Regions from separate parts of the Macaca mulatta genome. Here region 1 is linked to region 2. Evidence: chromatin contacts called from public Hi-C data. All regions are on one chromosome and are shown on one strand. The core of a region is the stretch at or near the end of the contact, and the rest is flanking DNA. Distances in the headings are between cores, read along the strand shown. Region 1 holds the start of YME1L1 (YME1 like 1 ATPase). Region 2 holds the start of ANKRD26 (ankyrin repeat domain containing 26).

The links. Hi-C and Micro-C count contacts between places; a contact is called where the count stands out from the background.
Region 1: a Hi-C map of fetal cortex germinal zone shows a contact between it and region 2, with 2.0 times the contacts expected there. The contact joins the promoter of YME1L1 here to the promoter of ANKRD26 in region 2. A contact is called at or near these places in 2 of 14 Hi-C or Micro-C datasets (cortical neurons and fetal cortex germinal zone).

What each region holds. Positions count from the first base shown.
Region 1 is chr9:28,466,304-28,471,354 of T2T-MMU8v2.0, reverse strand. It overlaps YME1L1 (YME1 like 1 ATPase), which reads left to right and starts at 3,266. Exons shown (of 19, transcript XM_002805592.4): 1 at 3,266-3,472. The coding sequence starts at 3,440. MASTL (microtubule associated serine/threonine kinase like) reads right to left here and starts at 3,218. Exons shown (of 12, transcript XM_077946061.1): 1 at 3,136-3,218.
Region 2 is chr9:28,409,680-28,414,624 of T2T-MMU8v2.0, reverse strand. It overlaps ANKRD26 (ankyrin repeat domain containing 26), which reads left to right and starts at 2,472. Exons shown (of 32, transcript XM_077946053.1): 1 at 2,472-2,881.

The DNA.
Region 1 (5,051 bases), core at 2,017-4,516, 56 kb before region 2:
TTTTAGTAGAGACAGGGTTTCACCATGTTGGTCAGCTGGTCTCAAACTCCTGACCTCAGGTAATCCCACCTATCTTGGCCTCTCAAAGTGCTGGGATTACAGGAGTGAGCCACTGCACCCAGCCTGTACCTTTATAACCAAATAAATAGGGGGAAAAGTGAAAGCCTGTACTTGGGCAGGGACTTGGGAATGGAAACGGATAAAAAGCATGACTAACAGAGAAGGAACTGACAGGAACACTGAGAGAGATACAGAGATGAAATAAAGTGATTCAGGTTTCTAGTCTGAAGGACAGGGGTGAAGGTGTTATCAAACGGAGAGAAGGAATATAGGCGGTTCAGAATTTAGGCAGTTAGGTGGAAAGGATTAGTTAAGGTTAGGCAAGTACAATTTGGAGGTGTGTGCCGGATATTCACTTGACAATGTCCAATAGGAAGCTGAAATCCCACTAACAAGTTGCTGGTTTCTCATTTCCTTTACCACCTTCACTCAGTGCCACAATGTGAGTAATGTGAAACCACTGCAATGGACGAGTACCAAGAATGGACAGAATAGCTGTCAAGATACATGTTGAATGTTTTTAGAATGATACACATGGCTGCATGGACAAAGGATCGGCTTAGGACATATTTCAACTTACTCTTTAAATAAAAGTGCATTCTAGATTTCACAATGGAAGATTTGAAGAGAAAACAATGGGCTCATTCAATGAGAACTTTTGGTTATACAACAGGTCAGAAATTAATCAACATCAAACTGCAAAGCTAGAATATAACTTGGAAGTGACAGTTACTAATTTAATGAATATTCCCAACTTAATCCTGGCAAAGGCCAAATGAGTAAAAAGGATCCAGAAGATACATCAAACGAATAGGTAATGCTAACACTTAAAAATTTCATAATGCCACGCACGGTGGCTGACGCCTGTAATCCCAGCGTTTTGGGAGGCTGAGGCGGGCAGATCACCTGAGGTCAGGAGTTCGAGACCAGCCTGCCCAAAATGGTGAAACCCCGTCTCTACTAAAAATACAAAAAATTAGCCCGAGTTGGTGGCGTGCACATTTAATCCCAACTACTAGGGAGGCTGAGGCAGGAGAATTGCTTGAACCTGGGAGGTGGAGGTTGCAGTGAGCTGAGATCACTTCACTGTGAAACTCCGTCTCAAAAAAAAAAAAAAAAAAAATTCGTAACAGGGCCGGGCGCGGTGGCTCACACCTGTAATCCCAGCACTCTGGGAGGCCGTGGTGGGCGGATCACATGAGGTCAGGAGCTCCAGACCAGTCTGGTCAACATAGCGAAAACAACATGGCGAAACTCAATCTCTACCCAAAAAAATACAAAAATCAGCCAGGTGTGGTGGCGCGCGCCTGTAATCCCGGTTACTCGGGAGGCTGAGACAGGAGAATCGCTTGAATCCAGGAGGCAGAGGTTGCAGGGAGCCGGGATCGCGCCACACTACTCCAGCCTGGGGGACAGAGAAAGACTGTCTTTAAAAAAAAATTAGTAAAGACTTATCAGAAAAGAGTACATCTTTCTCCTGGTTAAGAGTCAAAAAGTTATCAGTGCCTACAAATTAATCACTCTTCTGCGGTAGAAAAATTTCAGCGATTCTGCACGTCAAAGCAAACAAACAAGGTAAACAAAACCACTAATTACTAAAAACCTTTTGGATTTAGAAACCTAACCGAAGCACGGGTGAGACTACGAATCACGGCTTTGGCTTTAAGTCCCTGTTGTACTAAGGCCGATGTAATCACTTCGGTCAAGTCCCTCTGCCTTTGGCCTCAGTTTCCTCATTTGCTAACGCTGGGAAGGGAGAAGAGGGTCAAACTACTGGGCATCCGAGATATGGAGGGAAGGGCGGAACAGAGGTGAGACACCCGACCCGATCGCGGATGTTGCAGGGCTCTGAAGGCTTCAGCAAGCCAGGCAAGCAAGGCCACCCAGACTCCTTGCTCCAGCGGCCCCGGGGCCTGCCCAAGCCAGGGGGCAGGAAGGAGGGCCGAAGGGCCTGACCCCTTCCTTTGCTCCTCCTTGACTTCCTACCTTTACTGCATACAATTTGCCGCCTTTCTGCCCCAGATACACTTTCCCGAAGGCGCCCCGGCTAATGGGCTTCACGATGCTGAATTCCTCAATGGAGGGCGGTTTTGGCACCGAGATTCTATTCACGCCCTCCTCGGTCGCCGCGCCTCCTCCAGCCTCCTTCTTGCTTCCCGCGGTGGGCTCCATCGCTAGCCAGCCTACAGCGGTCCCGCGGCCGCGGCCCCCCGCCCAGCAGCCACTCCCGCCAACTGGGTTCAAAGTGAGGCTCCGCCCACGCCGCGCGCGGCCGTGACGTCACAGCGCCGCTGTGCCCCGCCCCCGTCACCTCCCCTACGCAGACGTGGAGGGAGGGGGCGTCGGGAAAGCCCAGAGTCCCCGGCAGTACACTAGTCGTGGGCGCGACTGCGGCACTATTGACGTCATTCCTCATGAGGGAGGAGGCATAGACAGTTCTGGGCCGACAGTAAAGGGACGACTGGGGCTTCACTGAATCGCAGGATTTGAAAACATTTCTCCCGGCTTCCCACCGAGGCTGGTGGGAAGCGGTCCTCCTCGCATACACGACCTCCCCACCCCCGCGAGGCGTAGAAACCAGTTCGGACTGTACAGTAAAGCGAAAGCCAGGGCTGAGGTCTGGAAGCTAGTGAAGGCACAGAATGTGGAGAAACGATGAGCAGGAAGCGGGTGGCCGCCCCTGTAATCTGACGTTTTCCCAGGATATAATTTGCCTGACTGAAACAGATCAGAACCAACAGGGAGAGTTTTCGATTTAGTGTGAGGAAAAGAGCACGAAATTGTAGTGAAAGACCTTATTGCTCAGCGCCCAGTCAGAAGATTTCATAAGGAAGCTGTAGAGAGTCTTAAGAGGAGATTAGCCGAGCGTGGTGGCGGGCACCTGTGATCCCAGCTACTCGGGAGGCTGAGGCAGGAGAATCGCTTGAACCCGGGGGGCGGAGGTTGCAGTGAGCCGAGATCGCGCCACTGCACTCCAGCCTGAGCGAAAGAACGAAACTCCGTCTCCAGAAAAAAAAAAAAGGAAAAGTCTAAAGAGGGTAAAGGCTGTTCTCTCGTTAAAAAACAGCTAAAGACCTTTGGGGACGCTGTTCCTTGTAAATGTCAACTACTTCCGCGGGAAAGAACGCTCAGGAACTTGGCCGTGTGGGCACTCACTTGCCCCGGAAGTAGTGTTGCGTTTGCGCCTCACCTTCCGGGGCGGATTGTCTGTCGTTGCAGTAGCTGTAGGAAGGGGAGGCCATTTTCCGTTTCTGGGAGGAGTGCGGGGCAACGGGTCGGAGAAAAAGGTAAAAAGAAGGGCTCGGCGCCTCCCCGCCGGGCCGTCGACAGAGGGGCACAGTTTCGGCAGGCGGGTGAGGTCGCTGAGGGCCCGCAGGAGATGTTTTCCTTGTCGAGCACGGTGCAACCCCAGGTAAGCGCGGCATTCACCCCATTTTTTTCCCTCCCGTCCTGCCCGTGGCTGTTTGCAAATTGCGCTCTTGGAAGCGATTTCTCAGAAAGGACTCTAGGAAAGAAGTGATGAACTCAGTGCGCGTCCCAGGATTGAGGAGTGGATCAGGGGACGTCGCTGAGAGTGGGCCCGAGACTTCAGGGCTGACGATGAAGCTGTTGGGGGCAGAGGCGGGATGTGAGCGTGATGGAGAGAGACCCTGGCTTACCGAACTGATGGCGTGGAATTTCTGCTAGAGAATCCGTCCGGCATTGTTCAGTGTCTGGCGTTCTGGGGTGGGGGCTGGGGAAATGTCTCTACCATACATGTAAAGGGAGCAGGTAATGTTCCCGTTTCTTCCGACTTTCTAGTGGCTTTAGTGTTCACAGCCCCTGTCCCGTGCTCTTTCTTTCTTTTTAAATGGAATTTAAATTTAACCCAAACATGGTATAATAATTCGAATGGCCAGCCTTGCAAGTTTTCTCTTTTTGACCAGAAGTAACTAATAACGTGTATTTTCGAGTCGTAAACTGTTTGCAGTTAAAATTTTGATTCAGCCTCATCCTCATCGTTTTGTAAAACAAAAGGTAGTGAAGAGAAAAATGATTTCAAGGGTTTTCAGTATGCTCTTTGATGGGCAGTCACTTATGACAATGTTTTATTCTTGCTTCATTCCAGTCTCTTTTTTTGATGGTAACATTTTAATAGATTTTTTGAGAGTTCCTACAGTTTTGCAAAGAAATAGTTTTTAAAACGTTGAGTTTTTTTTTTTTTAATAATTTTTAAGAAAATCGACACTCAGGTTCTTGGTTTAAGCATATGATTGTGTTCCTTTGTGTAACTTTTACTCCCCCTCATTTTAAGAATTTTTAATTTTTTTGTGCTAGTATTGGCTAACGAACTGAAGCAGCTGCTTGTTTATTGGGCATCAGTTATGTACCAGGTGAGCAAAGCAAATGTGGAATCTTCTCTTAATATTGATATGAAGTAAATATGACTAGGACTTAACCAGGTGAAGAGTGAACAGGTATCACGGGCATACAGAAAAATACCTGGAGGTCCTGAGTTAGGAAACGATTTAGCAGGTTGGAGGAACCAAAATAAGGCTAGTGTGGCTAGAACATAGTAATTAAAGGGGGTAGTGACAGAAGAGGTTGGAGAAAAGACTTGAGGCAGATCATACAGGGAGTAAAGCATTTGTTATGGCTGATTTCATGTTAAGTGCGTTGGCAACCACTGAAAGTTGTTTTTTTTTTTTTTTTTTTTTTTATTGAGACGGAGTCTCGCTCTGTCGCCCAGGCCGGAGTGCAGTGGCGCAATCTCGACTCACTGCAAGCTCCTCCTCCCGGGTTCACGCCATTCTCCTGCCTCAGCCTCCCGAGTAGCTGGGACTACAGGCGCCCTCCACCACGCCCGGCTAATTTTTTTTTTTTTTGTATTTTTAGTAGAGACGGGGTTTCACCGTGTTAGCCAAAATGATCTCGATCTCCTGACCTCGTGATCCGCCCGCCTCGGCCTCCCAAAGTGCTGGGATTACAGGCGTGAGCCACTCGCGCCCGGC
Region 2 (4,945 bases), core at 1,223-3,722:
GATCGAGACCATCCTGGCTAACACGGTGAAACCCCGTCTCTACTAAAAACACAAAAAACTAGCCGGGCGAGATGGCGGGCGCCTGTAGTCCCAGCTACTCGGGAGGCTGAGCCAGGAGAATGGCGTGAACCCGGGAGGCGGAGCTTGCAGTGAGCCGAGATCGCGCCACTGCACTCCAGCCTGGGGGACAGAGCAAGACTCCGTCTCAAAAAAAAAAAAAAAAAAAAAAAAAAGAAGGTTCCCAGAACATGTTTCTGTTTAGTGTTGTGGCCTCCTTACTGTGATCATCCCAGGTCTTGGATCTCCAGGAGATACAGGCAGATGGGCCTCAATACCCTTGAGCCCTTATGTTCTAATCATGGTTTAATTATAGTCTCATTATTCCTCAACAGATACAGCAGAATGCATGGGAAGACACATTTCAAAGAATGAACCAGTTTTGGAAAAGGGTTTGATGAATTTCTTGGTAACTCTTAAAAGGAGAAAACGTGTGACAGCCTTGAACTGGAATTAAAGAGCTTTATCTGGCCGGGCACGGTGGCTCATGCCTGTAATCCCAGCACTTTGGGAGGCTAAGGCGGGCGGATCACGAGGTCAGGAGATTGAGACCATCCTGGTTAACAAGGTGAAACCCCGTCTCTACTAAACAAAATACAAAAATTAGCTGGGGGTGGTGGCGGGCGCCTGTAGTCCCAGCTACTCTGGACTTTTTGGGGATCCAGCATTTGGCTGACGAATTCAACACCTTAGAGCTGGCCTAACATAGTCCTTGAGTATCTCTGGTCTATACAAAAACACTATAGTCAACCAAATCTCTACAACTTACCTGGAGGGTGGTGTGTGATTCCTATATCTGTCCAGACTGGTAATGTCTTTGGCTCTCATTTCAGGATGCATTAGGAAACGTCAGAGTCTTCTGTTCAAAGTCAGTCTTCTCCACATTTGAGTATTTTTTGTTTGTTTGTTTTTGTTTTTTGAGATGGAGTCTTGGTCTGTTACCCAGGCTACAGTGCAGTGGTGTGATCTCTGCTCACTGCCACCTCTGCCTCCCAGGTTCAAGCGTTTCTCCTGCCTCAGCCTCCCGAGTAGCTGGGACTACAGGCATGCGCCACCACGCCCAGCTAATTTTTGTATTTTTAGTACAGACGGGGTTTCACCACGTTGGCCAGGCTGGTCTCAAACTCCTGACCTTAGGTGATCCACCTGCCTCGGCCTCCCAAAGTGCTGGGACTTGACTAGCTTCATAGATCACCCTGGGGAATGTCGAGGAGACAACATAACTTTCTAGCTGGGCTAGTATAGGAGGAAAATTCTTGGTGATGATAGTGGAAACCACTCTCCCACATCAAAACCATTTGATCTAGCTAAGCTGGAGAGGCCTGAGAAGTGTTGTTTTGTTTTTGCTCATTTCCCTCTTGCCAATAAAGACTCCTGTTCTGGGGCCAGCCATCTCCTCCACAGGGACCCTATAGCTGTCCAGAGCTATGGAGGTGCATTCCAGCAGCAATTTCTGCTGAGACTCCAGACGCTTGGCATCTGCGTTGCTAATTCCAATTTGTTGTCAAATTATTCAATCTAGGCTGGGCGCGGTGGCTCACACCTGTAATCCCAGCACTTTGGGAGGCTGAGATGGGAGCATCATTTGAGCCCTGGAGTCGGAGACCAGCCTGGGCAACATGACGAGACCCTGTCTCTACAAAAAATGCAAAAATAGCCGGGCGTGGTAGCGTGCGTCTGTAGTCTCAGCTACTCACACGGGAGACTGAGGTGGGAGGATCGTTGAGCCCAGGAGGTGGAGGCTGCAGTAAGCCGTGATTGCACCACTGCACTACAGTCTGGGCGACAGAGCGAGATTCTGTTGGGGGGGAAAAAAGAGAGATGTAACCTTGGAAAATTAAAAGCAAAAAATAGAACGTAAGACGGGGCCAAAGGCAGAGGGGTGGGGGAAGAAGGCATGCAGAAATGCGTTTTCATTTCTTCTGAGAATGTGCATTGGTTTCTCCTCGTAAGTTTGCACTTAACACATATTGCCACGATCTCCGAAATCCTGTGCCCTCTGTTGTTGCATCTGTTAAGTTTTCATGGAGACCAGCTGGAACCCAAAGGGACGTGGAAGGGGAATAAACTGAGAGATACGGAGATTGAGAGTTTCTTAGGAGAGTTTTCTCGGATAAGAGGCCTTCAGCATCTTAAAACTCCACGCTACTCCAGTCCCAGTCATGCGCAAAGGCTGCTTCCCCATAGGCGCGAGGGTTCTTTTCGCAAACCTCCTGAACATTCAGCCAAACTCCCACCGACATTTGTTTGAATGGAACAATGTTTGAATTGACAGCAACGCAGGGCTGCTCCCAAACAGCCTCCGAGATTTGCGAGGCCTGGGCCTTGCACATGCGCACGGAGCACCCTGGGGGCCACTGGGTCTTCCAGCGCACGCGCATGGACCTTGCAGTCCGAGGCGCGCATGCGCACTTGTGTCTAGCGGTTTCGCTTGCTTGGTAACCCGGAGGGAAAGATTGGAAACCGCGGAGTTTCCTCTGGGAGGCCGCGGCCAGCCGGGGCTGACTTGCTATGTTGGGCTCCGGGGGCCGTTAAAAGGCGAGAGAGACATGAGGTGTCTCTGAAGCCCGGTCGCCTGGGCCATGAAGAAGATTTTTAGCAAGAAGGGCGAATCGCCCTTGGGCTCCTTCGCGCGGCGGCGGAGGAGCAGCGCGGGCGGCGGGGGCGAGCTCGGGGAGGGCGCCTACTCGCAGCCCGGCTACCACGTCCGAGACCGAGATCTCGGCAAGATTCACAAAGCTGCCAGCGCGGGTAATGTGGCGAAAGTGCAGCAGATCCTTTTGCTCAGGAAGAATGGCTTGAACGATAGAGACAAGATGAACAGGTAATAGTCGCAAGCCTGGACTGAATGCCACGGGGGTAGGCGGGCAGGAAGAGGGGCCTCGTTTGTGGAAGCCACCTGGGGCCTGGATCAGCCTCCCACGGGCTTCGCAGCCCCTGGGACGGTGACCACCTTGCGGGTCTCCAGCTCCCAGGCCGCCTTTCTGAGCAGAAAAAAAAAAAAACCAGAACTCTAGCTGGTTTCCGATCCCCCCGAAATCCCCTTAGAACTTAAGTGACAATTTTAAAGTGAGTTAACGAACAAAAGCACGTACAGCGTTTTATTTTTAATGTACACATTTAAGACATAATGTCATATACTTTATGGAAAGGTGCATAATGAGATAAGCAGTTTCCATAATATAGCAACTTCTGGGTTAAAAATTATTTCTATAAAATCTTTTATTCGTCAGGCGCGGTGGCTCGCGCCTGTAATCACAGCACTTTGGGAGGCTGAGGCGGGAGGATTGCTTGAGGCCAGGAGTTCAAGGCCAGCCTGGGCATTATAGCGAGGCCCTCCCTCACCCCCCGCCCATCTCTAATAGTCTCAGTTACTTGGAAGACTGAGGCAGGGGCATCACTTGAGCCCAGGAGTTCTAGGCTGCAGTGAGGTATGTGAGTGACAACAGAGCAAGACCCTATCTTTCAAAAAGAAAAAGAAATAAAATGCCTTTAGGAAACAGACATGTAATTTGTTTTTGTTGGCATTGCTTAAGCAATCCATAGAATGGATTTTATGAATAAATGTCAGTGCATGATAATATGTGACCATTGAAAGTGGCAGTAGAGGCCAGGCGTGGTGGCTCACGCCTGTAAACCCAGCACTTTGGGAGACCAAGGCAGGCGGATATCCTGAGATCAGAAGTTCGAGACCAGCTTAGGCAACATGGTGAAACCCCGTCTCTGCTAAAAATACAAAAATTAGCCAGGCGTGGTGGCGGGAGCCTATAATCCCAGCTACTCAGAAGACTGAGGCAGGAGAATCGCTTGAACCTGGGAGGCAGAGGTTGCAGTGAGCCAAGATCATGCCACTGCACTCCATCCAGCCTGGGCAACAAGAGCAAAACTCCATCTCAAAAAAATAAAAAATGAAAAGAAAGTGGCAATAGATACAGAAGTATATTGGCATGTGAGGATACACTTTGGTATCTCAAGTGAGAAAAAAATCAGTTTGATTGTACAATATCAGTTTGATATGTATATACAGACTGGTCTTGTGTTAGCTGAAAATATGTACAAAACGTGGCAAAATTTGTTATTTCTGGGCATTTGTATAATAAGTCAAACTCTTTCCTTTTTCTTTATGATTTCTGCAATGAGTATGTATAAAAGTTCTACTGAGAATTTGTTGATGAAGTAATCCTTGGGAAAAGAGCAGGAATATGAATCTTGCACACATAAAAATAATTCCCCCCCCCCTTTTTTTTTGGTGGATTGCTGTCGTCTGACAACTTTTATCCTTTTCAGAAGTAAAGGGGATCTTGGCTGGGCACGGTGGCTCATGACTGGAATCCCAGCACTTTGGGAGGCCCAGGCAGGAGGATTGCTTGACCCAGGAGTTCGAAACTAGCCTGGGCAACATAGCAAGACCCTGTCTCTATTAAAAATGTAAGGTAAATCTGATCTTTTTTCTTGCCACCAAAAAGTAAGAAGATAAAAAGTAAAAAGAAAAGAAAAAGGGTATCTTTCTATCTGTATTTATAGATTTTATGTATTTTACCATATACGTTTTTATTATAGATTTATTATATATGCAAACAGGTACAATCATTTTATTTTAGTTGTGTCCTCATGACAATAAAAATACCGAATATAAATGATAATTAGGCCAGATTCAATGGCTTACGCCTGTAATCCCAGCACTTTGGGAGGCTGAGGAGGGCGGATCACTTGAGTCCAGGAGTTGGAGACCAGCCTGGCCAACATGGTGAAACCCTTCTGTACTAAAAGTACAAATATTAGCCAGGTGTGGTGGTACGCACCTGTAGTCTCAGCTACTTGAGAGACTGAGGCAGGCAGTAGAGTAGGGTGAACCTGGGAGGCGGAGGGTACAGTGAGCCGAGATTGC